3 separate regions of the Sus scrofa genome follow, and regions 1 and 2 are each linked to region 3. A link is a contact called in public HiChIP or PLAC-seq data. All regions are on one chromosome and are shown on one strand. Each heading gives the region's core, a stretch centred on a gene start, on an enhancer-like site or on the middle of the called end of the contact. The rest is flanking DNA. Distances are from core to core; before and after follow the strand shown. Region 1 overlaps KLF7 (Kruppel like factor 7). Region 2 has its middle 73 kb from the start of KLF7. Region 3 has its middle 87 kb from the start of CREB1.

Evidence for each region. HiChIP or PLAC-seq counts read pairs in DNA pulled down with a chosen protein or histone mark.
Region 1: an H3K27ac HiChIP or PLAC-seq map of alveolar macrophages shows a contact between it and region 3. The contact joins two enhancer-like sites. A contact is called at or near these places in 3 of 47 Hi-C or Micro-C datasets (embryonic fibroblasts, epiblast stem cells and liver) and 1 of 2 datasets of contacts at active chromatin or transcription factors (alveolar macrophages).
Region 2: a contact with region 3 is called in an H3K27ac HiChIP or PLAC-seq map of alveolar macrophages. The contact joins two enhancer-like sites. A contact is called at or near these places in 1 of 47 Hi-C or Micro-C datasets (skeletal muscle) and 1 of 2 datasets of contacts at active chromatin or transcription factors (alveolar macrophages).

Annotation. Positions count from the first base shown.
Region 1 is chr15:110,360,462-110,364,804 of Sscrofa11.1, reverse strand. The region is part of intron 1 of KLF7 (Kruppel like factor 7); the gene reads left to right. Among named protein-coding and RNA genes, the nearest start is that of KLF7, 16 kb to the left of the region's middle. Within about 2 kb of position 1,259, at least 25 of the 83 cell types and tissues checked have an H3K27ac peak or open chromatin away from gene starts, as enhancers often do. A contact at or near this core is called in alveolar macrophages, where this site is marked.
Region 2 is chr15:110,450,267-110,454,428 of Sscrofa11.1, reverse strand. No RefSeq gene overlaps it. Among named protein-coding and RNA genes, the nearest start is that of KLF7, 73 kb to the right of the region's middle. Within about 2 kb of position 2,183, at least 18 of the 83 cell types and tissues checked have an H3K27ac peak or open chromatin away from gene starts, as enhancers often do. A contact at or near this core is called in alveolar macrophages, where this site is marked.
Region 3 is chr15:110,616,094-110,620,411 of Sscrofa11.1, reverse strand. No RefSeq gene overlaps it. Among named protein-coding and RNA genes, the nearest start is that of CREB1, 87 kb to the left of the region's middle. Within about 2 kb of position 1,466, at least 2 of the 83 cell types and tissues checked have an H3K27ac peak or open chromatin away from gene starts, as enhancers often do. A contact at or near this core is called in alveolar macrophages, where this site is marked.

The DNA of each region.
Region 1 (4,343 bases), core at 10-2,509, 260 kb after region 3:
TTAAGGCTTTGCGATCTTTCCTTCTCCTCCTCCTCCTCCTCTGTCTCATGGTCCATCCCTCCTCCCACCTCCTTCCCTCCCTCCCCCATCCGCCCTTCCTTATTCTTCCCTTCTTCCCTCCCTCCCTCCTTTCTTCCTTTCTTCTTTCCTTCCTCTCTCCCTCTCTGTCTCTCTCTCTCTCTTTCTTATACAGAAAGAGCAGATCTCAGACCCACAGCTTTAGATTGGCAAACATCCAGCTAAAAGTTAATAGTATCATTTTGGTTTTATTGTTTTTAGTTTTATGATTATCTTTTAGTGATGAACATTTACAGGAAGTATATTTTAAAATATATGCACCCTTAATACATAGTGCCTTAGTGAGGCAATTAAAAATGAAAATAATAGGGAAATGATTATACAGATGGAATGCTGATTGGTGAAAATGCATGAAGGTGGAATGAACTGAAGTTTGAGGGATGCTGGTGTGGTAGAAAGATCAAGGGACTTGGAGTCAGAAAACTGGAATTTAGTCCTGACTTTGTAAGTATAAACCGGGGGCAAATTGCTAAGCTGCATTTTTCCCATCTGCACTGTGAGGTTTATAATAATAGGATTGTTATAATCAAATGATATATGGCTGTGAAAGTGCTTTGTAAACTGTCACATGCCATATAATGTTATTGTTTTCTATTCTGTGGTAGTGAAGGCTTTTGTTTCAAACCTTAGACTAGCACTCCTGGTTGACTTTTTCCTCCTTATGATTTCTGTTCAGTTTTCCGAGCTGGAGTATAGTGGCTTCTTACTTGTTCAAGTGGGGCTCTTACTTGTGTCTTTCTTATTTATGGAACTTTGAAAATTTTTTGTACTGGTTGTCTAAAAGTGTGGACATAAAACTCTCTCATTTCTTTGGGTGTGTGTTACCTTTTAAATAAATTTTGAAAAGGTAAACATACCGTCTACCTATAGTTTATAGTGTGTCAGAACTTCTGAATTAAGGTAATATACTTGGCTTAAATTTTTAAGACACATTTTAAAAAATTGAAGTATTTTACCATACTTATGAAACAATTAGTGTACATTTGTGTGTGTGTTGGTTCCCAGAGATGAAGGAAGTTTGGGTTTTATGTGGAAGGGAGAAGCCTGGGGACAGCTTGCTTCTGAAAGTGGAAGTTTGTGTGGTTAAAATGACTGATTAACAATGTCTGTCACATGTTGTTAGATGATAAGAAGCTGGGGACTTGCCTGGATAGGAAGTCCGAGACTTACCAGGACTGCTCAGCTGACTTCCAGGGAAACCCAGCTTGTGCTACACAGGAATTGGAGTGACTGGGCAGCATGTGTGCTCTCTGGGACATGGGCCTTTATCCTGGCCTGAGGCAACTCTGGCAGGCGATATCTGTCCATGTCTCTCTGACATGAGCACCATGCTGCCTGCGTTGGTCAAGCCCCATGAACTCTTCAGCTAAGGATGCTCAGATTGCCATGCTGCTTAAGATGGGTACCAAAGCAATAAGAATTTGGGAGCCCACAGTGTCCAAAGGCCCACTCTCCTACTGCCTCATCTGCAGCCCTGGTAGAAATGAAGGCACCTCTGGATCTCTCCTGGTGAGAGGACCGCCAAGGTTTCAGCACATCTCTTTTTGGGGTTGAGTAGCTCTGTTTCTATACATCCCTTCCAAGGGAAGGTTTGAAGCTAGGGTGGCCCTTGGGAGCCACTCCTGGCATGGGCCTCTCTTGCTCCGCCTGTGTGGGTCAGATGGCAGGCCTGGCCCTCCCCTCACCCTTGGTGGAGTTGGATGTGGTCCCTGAAGCTCACGGCTTCCAATTTGCCCTGGCTCCAGACGTTCAAGGGGAAATGGAGATGGAGAGGGACAGGAATCTGCTTCTGTAGGGATTCGTCAGGACATACCTTTGGCTCAACCTCCCACATGAGAAATTTGATTCTGGGGTCAGGAATGTGACAAAACACTCGAGTATGCAGCTGGATTTTTGCCATCCATGTGATTTGCAGGGAAGTGTGGCCATAAAATGCTTGAGATCATGAATTGGATGGACTCCCCATCTGGAGGGCCATACCTTTCTCTGCAAAATTAAGTATTTATAGACTTTTAAGGTTTAGTTTTGGTTTTTTTAAAAAAGGATGGAAACTCACTCAGCTATTAAAAGAAAAACAACCATAATTTGCTTTGGATCTAGTGGTAACATTTTTAAGTTCACAACAAATAGCTTCATGGGAAAACATTGTTTTGTTCTTTAAAGAAAATCAAACCCATCCTGAGACATTTCAGGAACCAACCGATGCTACAGCCAGGGTCAGCGAGCACCGTGGAAGCAGCAGAGGCCCGGACCTGGTATTGGCTCTGACATTGTCAGAGAGCTTCGTCATCACCTGTCACTCCTTGTCCTCTCACTTTCAGGTTCCTTCACTGTGGCTTTCCCCACCAAGCACTGACTTGTTTCATTTTAAAAACACTTTTTATTTCGAAATAGTTATAGACTCATAGTAAGTGGCAAAAATAATACACAGAGTCCCATGTTTCCCCCAGTGGTGACATCTTATATCGCTGTCAGATGTCTTAGCTGTTACGAGGCCCTTACTGTGGAGCAGTGGGGTGGTTGTGATCAGAGGGAACACCTTGGAAAGAAAGGGCGAAGGCCTTACAGGGCAAAGGGAACTATGGGCAGGGCTGGAGGGGGGCTTGAGAAAGAGTCAGACCATCCCCTCCCCAGCCTCTTTGCACCTGGGGCCTTACAGCTATTGCAGTGAAAAGCCAATTACCTTCTGTGTAAATGAGAAAAAGGAAGAAATAAAACTCTCTATGATATGTGCTGATTTGCATAACATTTCAAATAAAAAGATATACATACATACTTATTGACAGTTTTAGGGAGGAGGAGAGGGTGCTGGAGATAGAAAAGGGAGATTTTACTTTTTATACCTTTTCTGCTCTGTTTAAATGTTTTTGACCTTCACGTATGTTCATTGCTTTTAATTTTTTAAGAGAAGTCCTGGTGATGGAGTGATGGGCCACTTATATTTTTATTGTTTTATACACACACACACACACACACGGTTTTTTTTGGTTTTATGTTCAAATAAATTTAAAATATACCAGGTTTCTTGAGAGGATCGATACTTTGCACTGTTGACAGTTGTCTATAATTATACCACGATTGCTGTTCTTTTAGTGGGGCCAATAAATTAATCCCACTTCCTCACTCCCTAATCTATTTGAGAAAATAGATACAGGAACCAGAGAGATAAAGGTTGTGTCAGCTTTAAAATTGATAAAGCTGGATTTAGACCAATTGCCATCTCATTCCAGCTTCCCAGTATTTACCCCGTTCCCTCCCCTGCTGGCTTGTGGGCAGACCCATGCATGGGGAAGTCTGTGTTCCACCGAACAGCAGGTCCTGCCTACCTGGCCCCTCAGTGCTTCCCCAGAACAGGGGGCAACTGCCTTCCAGGAAGAGATCAGGATGAGGAGAGAGGAATGCGGGTTGCAGTGTTTTTTCTTAATGTTTTTTCTTCCAGTATCACCCACCACTTCCTTTCTCGGGCAGGAGTGAGAGAGGGAATCAAAGGAAGTTTGGAAACTTTATTTCCAGGATATTCGGCGAGGTATTTACTTCTGAAAGAGGGAGTCCTGTGTCTGCCGAATTCTGGAGGAGAGGAGGGAGGAGCAAGCACAGCAAGGGGAAGGACTCAGGGTGCAGAAGGCAGGCACGAAGCAGCAGTGATGCTTTTACTTTGGTCTGATGCAGGGAAAGGGCTCCAGGGTACTTTGTCCTACATACTGGTCTTTGAGGAACACTTGGCCAGAAAGAGACTGGGAGCAGTCAGGGAAGGGGGATGACCCAGAGTGTGTTCGGATCTAGCGTGTCCTGAATTCCCCCCACCTCATCCTGCAAGTGAAAATGGAAAGAGTTTGAGGGCTATAGGCAGGAAGCCTCAGTGGAAGAGTGGGAGAGATGGAGAGATGACAGCAGAAGAACCCTGTGTTTCCAAGACACACTGGCCATGGAGACTGCTTTGTCCCTTGACAGTCCACTTGCCTCTTCTTGGCCACTTCCCATCAGAACAGAACTCACCCCTGGTCCTTGAAGTCAGCTGGCTTTTGCGGATCAGAAGCTGCCATCTACCAACAAGGGATGAAGGCATTGGAATAGTCAGACTCATCCATAGTAACCCACTGGGATTCTTGAGAAGAAAATAGCGCTCAGTTTTATAGTTGTGCATCATTTCTCTTCTGTTAATTTTTGTGGTGTTCTCTTTCTTTAGGATTTTCTCAGGGATACCTTGTTGATGAATAGTTGTTAGTGATTCTTCTTGTGATGAGGAGTGAAGTCAGAAGCCGTCT
Region 2 (4,162 bases), core at 934-3,433, 170 kb after region 3:
CTTATTTATTTGTAGTTGATCTTCACCCACTGAAATGCAAACTCTTAAGAAAGCAGGGTCATTGGATCCCCAGAGCTTGGAATGATACCTGAGTTCTATAGTAGTTCATCCACTCTCTGTGGAATGAATATGTTAATGCCTGAAGGGTCGTGTTACTCCACCCTATCATGTGCGCTCCCTCTCCCTCAAATGAATGAGGACATCAGTTGACTATTGCTGTAAGACCAGTCACCTCAAAACTTGGTGACTGAAAACAACAAGCATTTACTGTCACTCACAAGTCTACAGGTCAGCTGGGTGATTGTGCTGACTTGGGCCAAATTTGGTTGATGTTGGTTTGGCTCACTCCTGTCTCAGCTGGTAGGTGGGCTGAGGGCTGCTTGGTCTAGGAAGGGCTCCCTTTCTCTGAAGTCTGGCATTTGTGTGGCTATCAGCAGGGTGACAGTGGACTGGGCTGTGCGTGTCTTTTGTTCAACAATCCCAGGTTCTTCATGGAATCATGGAGTTCAAGAGAGAGAGAGCAGAAGGGCTCAGCACTTCTCGAGGCTGAGGCTTAGAGCTGGCACACCATCACTTGGTCCAAGTGAGTCATAAAGCCAGCCCAGATTAAAGGGTGGGGAAATTAACTCCACTTACTTATGGGAGGAAATGCAAAGTCATGTTGCAAAGGTGTGGCTACAAGGAGAGGGAAAGGACAGGGGCAGGGGGGTGGGGGGAATGAGAAGGGATTTTTGCAATTCTCTACCACATTAACGATGACAGCAGAAGTGGTCACTTCTCATGGCTATACTGCCTTTCGTAGAGGAGAGAATAAGAACCTGAGTGAGGCCCCAAAGTGCCTTTCCATCTGTCCTTGAGTATAGGGCTGGTCGCAAGATCCAGCATGTCCTTGGTCACAGTAGCAGTGAGTCAGGAGTGACAGGAATTGGCCTCTGGGTACCCTGCTGTCCACACAGCTGTGCAGACACATCTGTGACCAGTCGGAGCCTCAGGACCCCCAGTCCTCCTTGATTCTTCTTCACTCTCAGGGGGCCAGCACCTAGTTCCATTTTGCATTCAGGGCAGGGCCTAAGGAGGTGCTATGCCTCTGCGAACCCATCTCAGAATGTGGCAGCATCAGGGGTATTTCCAGTGCCAGACGGCTCCCAAGTTACAGGCATCTGGTGAAAAACAGTGTTAAATCAAAGGGCTCTTTTTTTTTTTTTTTTTTCCTCTCCCATTTCGTTTTTGGAATAGAAGTCAAATGACTCAGAATGAAAAGGCCTTGACATAGGTATCTTAAGGGAACTCCTTAAAAAGTGGGTAAACAGCATGCCTGGCCTTGTCCATGCTTTCTGTGCAAAGTAGTACGTCTTCGTCCTGAGAAATTCAAAGCTAGAGCAAGAAGAGAAAGCATTTGTTCTAACAGATATGTTCATACACTTTTCCAAAAAAAAATGCTCTCCTCAGTATTTAACCGTTTATTCATGGCATCTAGATGAGCCGAAGCTTGCTGTGGGATTACAGACTTTGAAAGCTAACTCTAGGGGGATCAACAACTTGTTTTAGGTCTCTCCCTTAGAGGAAAAAGCTTCTCTAGCCTGGCTCCCAGTCCGACTCTTCTCTCCCCTTCCTGGCTGCCAGTTCAGGTTTAAGTTCTTTCTCTACACTCGGAGGCAAACGACTGTGTTTGACTTGAACATATTGATTTCAGGCAGGTGAGGGTGGATGTAGTGAGTCAGCTTGACAAATATTTAGATCAGTTAAATGTCCTTTGGAATCACTTGAACTGAATGTTTCCTTTCCCCAACCATTTCTCTTGACAATCTATCTCCCCGGCATAAAATATTCAAATTCTTTCTAAATTTTACCTATTAAAAAAATGCTTGTAGGCCATAGCTACATGATATCTCCACTGAGAGCCTTGTTCCTTTCCATTCTCTGAGCAAGTCAGCTCTAAAATGGATTGAAATGGCTCAGAGTTGGACTCAGGTCTCTCTCTGTGCCTACCTAATTGTGGAGCCGACTAGCCTTTGGGGGTGTCTTGCAATCCAGCATAGGAGGGAGAAAACATCAATGACTCTGTTGCACCGTATTTGAAAGTTCTCTTGCTTCCCGCAGACACATTCCTGAAGGCACCCGTCGTGGATGGAGAACTCTGTGGGGTCAGAGTTGGATCTTGCTAGGCTGTTTGGAACTTGTGGGTGAAGCGGCAGGACTCATGACTCACAGCTCTCCAACCCAGGCAGGGGACTTGCCCAGCCTCACCACAGAAGGAAACAGATTGCAAGCTTGGAGGGTCGGGGAGGAAACCAGAGGCATGCCTGGGATGATTAAAAACATGAAAAGATCTCTGTGGTAGGCTTTGCTTGTCATCCTCTCTGGCTGGAGGTGGGCAGAGTCCAATAAAGACAGCATTTGAATGCAGATGCTGAGGCTCACGCTGGATGCACATGCAGAGTAAAGGCTTCCTGTCATCCTTGCTGGAGCAAGGGAAGGCTTTGGATGGCAGAGGTGGCTTTCATGATGGGATGAAGGGTCTGTGTGGACCCAGTGGTTACAGACTGCTTCCTGTTTCTCTGTATAGGGAGAGGACACGTCTCTGTAGCCACAGAGGCTCAGATGCTGGATGGTGCCAACTTACTGGCTTCTGATCTCTAGGTCAGAGACAGGGTAGCAGGACAGGCTCTGGCAGATCAGATATCTCCTGACACCCTTAAAAAGGAAGTAGAGTATATAGTACTCTGTTGTAACCAATGGGTCCCCAAGCTTTACTAGAAGGTGAGCAAGAATATGGTCTCATTACCTTTAGTAATTGCCACCAACTCCATGAAAGTTTGCAAAGTTTCCCTCCATCCCCTCTCCCTTTCATCCAAATATATTCCTGAGCTGAAATGGGAGCCTTCTAATGTCTTCCACGAGCTTCAGCCAGAACCATGACTTCCTTCGGCTTTTCAAGGGCTGTTGCTGAGTCTGGTTCACACTCCAGGCTCTTTCCTAAGGTTCCCTGCCTTCTCTCCATGCAAACTGACTCAGGTTGCTTTCCCTCTTTTCCCTTCCTTCCCATATGTGTCCATATGTTTTAACTCCAATGGTGCCCAGAAGTTGTGCATTCCCTCGGGTAAATCAGTTGAAGTAGATAACAGCAGAGGCATGGGTAGCTTCATCTGCCAGCCACCTTTAGACCTCGTTACAATCCAACTGAGGCTTGGATAAGTGCTGCCGTTTCTGTTGGTAGCTTGTAAATGGCCCCAAGGATCTGAGTCACTGCACTCACAGGGCCACTAGGGTTGGCTCAGTCAGGACACCAGCTACATGGTACGTCCATGAGGCAAGGGTTTTGTTGCCCAAGGAGGCAACGCAGGGCCAGGAAAGCCAGAGGAGGGGCAGGCTGAGGATCCAGTACCAGTGAGACCTTGCCAATCAGGAATCTGGAGAGGATGGTCTAAAAAGCGTTTTAGATCCAGTGTTCTGGAAGTGGTGCCTAGGTAGGATCAAAATCCAAGCATGTTGAGATCAAGCAAATAGTATTGGAAAATGATTGTCCTAAACACCTGCAATTATTTACAAGTCACCTGCACAGGCCAGATTGTGCTCGTTCTGCCAAAGGGCCAGGCTGGCTTATGGGACAGGGAGGCATCTCATGCCCAGACAGGTGTTAGCCAGTGCCTTTATAAACATAAAGATGCTTTTATAAACATAAAGATACCCAATGACTAGAATTCCTTTGTAGGGTTGGGATTAACATCTCAACAACATTCTAACTGGATTGGAAATTGGGAATTTTCTATGGAAATTGGGCTCTTTTGAATTTCAGCTACCTACACAGTAGACTCTGCCCCACCCCCTAATAAATGTAGGTATATGGCAATCTGGGCATTCTCTTCTTGAAGTAAAGATGATAGTTTCTTAGTTTTCTCGTTTCATTCTCCTCCCCACAAAGAGAGTTGCTTTATATTCTGCTTGTCTTTTTCTCTTGTCCACTGGGGCCTCTCACACCTCCTTGGTATCACCCTCGGGCTCTCTTCTCACAACACCTGTTGTGTGTGACAATGTGGCTGCTCAGGGAAACAAGTGGTAGTGGCAACTCTTTGCGCTTCAGGGGATGAGGTGTGACTTGGGCATCTTGTGAATTCTAAGTTGAAGGTCATTCTCTGTTTCTAGCTCTAAACAACCAACCAAT
Region 3 (4,318 bases), core at 217-2,716:
CGATCCCTGGCCTCACTCAGTGGGTTAAGGATCCGGTGTTGCCGTGAGCTGTGGTGTAGATCACAGATGAAGCTCAGATCTGGTGTCTCTGTGGCGTAGGCCAGTAGCTCCGATTTGACTCGTAGTCTGGGAACCTCCAGTGCCAAGGGTGTGGCCCTAAAAAGACAAAAAGACAAGAAAAAAGAAAAAAAAAAAAACCCCACCAAAATTGAAAACAGAAATATTGGTTTATTACACTAGCTTCACTAGTTCAGATTAATTTTTGGAAAGGACAGAATTAGTGAAAAATCTAAATTATACCATACTTTGTAAAGAAATGTGGATGTGAAGTTTAATAACTTACAGAAATATATAACTAAAAGAAAACAAAATTTTCCAAATAAAGTTGTTTTTATAAAAAAAATCAAAAGGAATTTTTTTTGATATGCATACCTTTTAGGTAGCTGGAATCAGAAGTCTTCAGAGTATGGTACTTTGAAGTAAGAGCCTTCGGTAAATATTTATTGAATGAAGGTATACTATCTGCCAGGCACTGCACCAGGCAGTGGAAATGTAAAAATAAGGAAACTGACTTTATTATGGACAGGACTTTTGTCTAGGATAAGAGACATATAGGAGTTCCCATTGAGGTGCAGCCAAAATGAATCCGACTAGGAACCATGAGGTTGCAGGTTTGATTCCTGGCCTTGCTCAGTGGGTTAAGGATCCAGCGGTGCTGTGAGCTGTGGTGTAGGTTGCAGACGCGGCTCAGATCCAGCGTTGCTGTGGCTCTGGCATAAGCTGGTGGCTACAGCTCCGATTCGACCCCTAACCTGGGAACTTCCATATGCCTCGGGTGCGGCCCTAAAAAGACAAAAAGACCAAAAAAAAAAAAAAAAAGACATTCAGATAGGCAGTTACATTGCAACCTGGTAAGTAAAGCTATACAGGTAGACAAAAGTTGCGTTTTTAAAAAGTGCAATGAATTTTCTTAAACATTTTTCACAAAATATTGTTTATTCATTTACATTATAAAACTTTTTGTCCTGCCAAATTTATTATAATTTCAAATGAATAAAATTTGACTTAGAGATCCTTTATTATAAAACAAATAAGATTGTGTTTGCCATCTTCCCTTATTTAAAGTGCAGCAGTTCAGTGGTTTTTTTTGTTTTTGGCTTTTTGCCTTTTCTGGGGCCACTCCCTCAGCATATGGAGGTTCCCAGGCTAGAGGTCGAGAATTGGAGCTGTAGCCACCAGCCTACACCACAGCCACAGCCATGCAGGATCCGAGCCGTGTCTGTGACCTACACCACAACTCACAGCAACGCTGGGTCCTTAACCCACTGAGTGAGGCCAGGGACCGAACCCACAACCTCATGGTTCCTAGTTGGATTTGTTAACCACTGCGCCACGACGGGAACTCCCAGTTCACTGTTTTTAAGTGTATTTATAGAATTGTGCAACTATCAGTTTTAGAAAGTTTCATCACCCCATAAGAAATCCTGTACTCAGCAACAGCTGTTTCCCATTCGTCCCCACAGTCTCCCTATCCTTAAGCAACCACTAATCTATTTTTTGTCTCTATGGATTTGCCTATTCTAAATATTTTATACACATGAAATCATAAATTTTGTGACCATTTTCTTTCACTTAACATAGTATTTTCAAGCTTCATCTTAGTTGTAGCATGTGCTGATACTTCATTCCTTTTACGGAGGAATAATATTTCATGATATGAATATACCACATTTATTTATCCATTAATCAGCTAAGAGACATTTGGGTTGTTTCCACTTCTTGGCTATTATGAGTAATGTTGCTATGAACATTTATGTGCAAGCTTTGTGTCAACAAAAGTTTGTTTTCATTTCTCTTGAGTATATACTGAGGAGTGAAATTGCTGTGTCATATGGTAACTTCATGTTTAACCTTTTAATTAACTGTTAGGCTATTTTTCAAAGTGGTATTACTGGAAAAGATATAATGGCTGCATAATTTTATATTCCCATCAGCAGTGTATGAGGGTTCCAATTTCTCTACATCCTTGTCAACACTTGCTACTATCTTTTTGGCTCTAACCATCTTAGTGGTTATGACATGGCATCTCATTGTTTTGATTTGTACTTTCCTCAGATTTGAGTAACTTTTCATGTGTTTATTGGCTACTTGTATATTTTCTTTGGAGAAATGTCTATTCAAATCTTTTGTCCATTCTAATTGTCTTTTAATTATTGAATCATATGTGTTATTTATATATTCTAGATGCAAATCTCTTAGCAACTATTCAGTTTGCAAATATTTTCTCCCATTCTGTCAGCTGTCTTTTCACTTTCTTGATGATGTCCTTTGCAGCCCAAATTTTAAAAACTTTGAAGTCCAATTTATTTTTTCATTGTTTGCTTGTGTTTTTAGCATTGTAGCTAAGAAACCATCACGTAATTCAAGATCATGAAGATTTATGCTTGCGTGTCCTTCTAAGAGTTTTGTAGTTTTATATCTTACGTTTAGACTTTTGATCCACTTTTAGTTAATTTTTGCATATGGTGTGAGGTAGAGATCTCACTTTATTCTTTTGTATGCTTATCTATTTGTACTAGTACTATTTTGAAAAAAAGTATTTTTTTCTCCATTAGTGGTTTTGGCACCGTTATTGAAAATCAGTTGACCAAGATGTGTGGGTTCATTTTTGGACTCTAAGATTTATTACACTGGTTTGTAGTCCATTGATCTATCCTTCTGCCAATACAACACTGTCTTATTTACTGTAGCTTTGTAGTAAGTTTTGAAACAGGGAAGTATGAGTCCTCCTACTCATTTTTCTCTATTAAGATTGCTTTGCCTACTCTGGATCTCTTGAATTTCCATATGAATTTTAGGATCAGCTTGTTAATTTCTGCAAAGATGCCAACTAAATTTTTGTAAAACCAATTTTAAAGACTTTAATTCAAAAATGTATTCTTAAAATAAACTCTAAATGCCAGGTGAAACATTTAGAAATACCCTGTGGTTTTATAGCTCTGAAACCCCCCATTGATCCATTAATAAACTTTGGTAATGTGGACACTTTGAGCTGAAGTGCTTCCCTCTAATTAGATACACATCCTGAAAATGTCATGGGGCTTCTCTGAACCTATTTATTAATCTATTAAAAAGTGAGATAAATTAGACTACACTAAATTTAGAACTAGGCACTATTAGAAGAGTGGAAAGGCAAGACACAGAGTGAGAGAAGAATTTGCAAAATTTCTCACAAAGAATTTGTATTCAGGATAATAAAAAAGACCTAATAAATCAATAGGAAAAAGGCATATCGCCCAATAGAAAAGTGAGCAAAAGACTTGATTAAGCATTTCAAAAAACAGGACAAACACATTAAACCACAGGGTATTTCTATAGGCTGAAAAATGGTCTCCAAAGATATATTTACCTCCTAATTCCCAGAACTTGTGACTATCACCTTATATGGCAAAAGATATCTGGTTAAGCCCTATTTGCAATTACATGTGTCCTTATAAAAGAGAGGCAGAGGGAGTTTTGACATAGACACAGAGAGAGGCAAAGGTTGGAAATGCAAAGAGTGCCACCAGAAGCTGGAAGAATCAAGGGATGGATTTTCCCCTGGAACTTTCAGAGGAAGTACAGCCCTTCTAACACCTTGATCTCAGACTTCTGGCCTCCAGAATTGTAAGTGAATGAGTTTATATTGTTTTAAGCCACTACATGTATGGTAATTTGTTACAATAGCTGTAGCAAACTAATAAACTGTCTTTATCAATTGTCGGGAATAAGTAAATTAAAAGCACAATGTGATACCTCTACCCACCCCCCAAAAATTAAAGTGAAAAAAAAATGGATAATTTTAAGTGCTGGTGAAGATGTGGAACCACTTGAACACCCTTTTGTTGATGGAGAAGTGTGCATTACAACCACTTGGCTAAACTCTTTGGGAGTATCTTCCAAAGCTCAGTAGATGCTTATCCTATGATTCAGCCATTCCATTTGTACATGATATACCCAAGAGAAATGCACACTTTTACCCAAAATCATAAATGTAAGTGTTCATAATAACACTGTTCTGATAGCTCCATCTTGGAAACACCTCAAATGTCCATCAGCAGTAGGATGGATAAATACGTGACCATGTATATTCATACCATGGGATACTATACAGTAACAAGAATGAATAACTACAGCCTCACACAGCAACACAGATTATTCTCATAAACATAATGGTGACAAAAGAAGCTAGACACAAAAGAGTATATATACATATATATATATATATATATATATATATACTGTGTGATTCTATTTATTTATTTATTTATTTATTTAT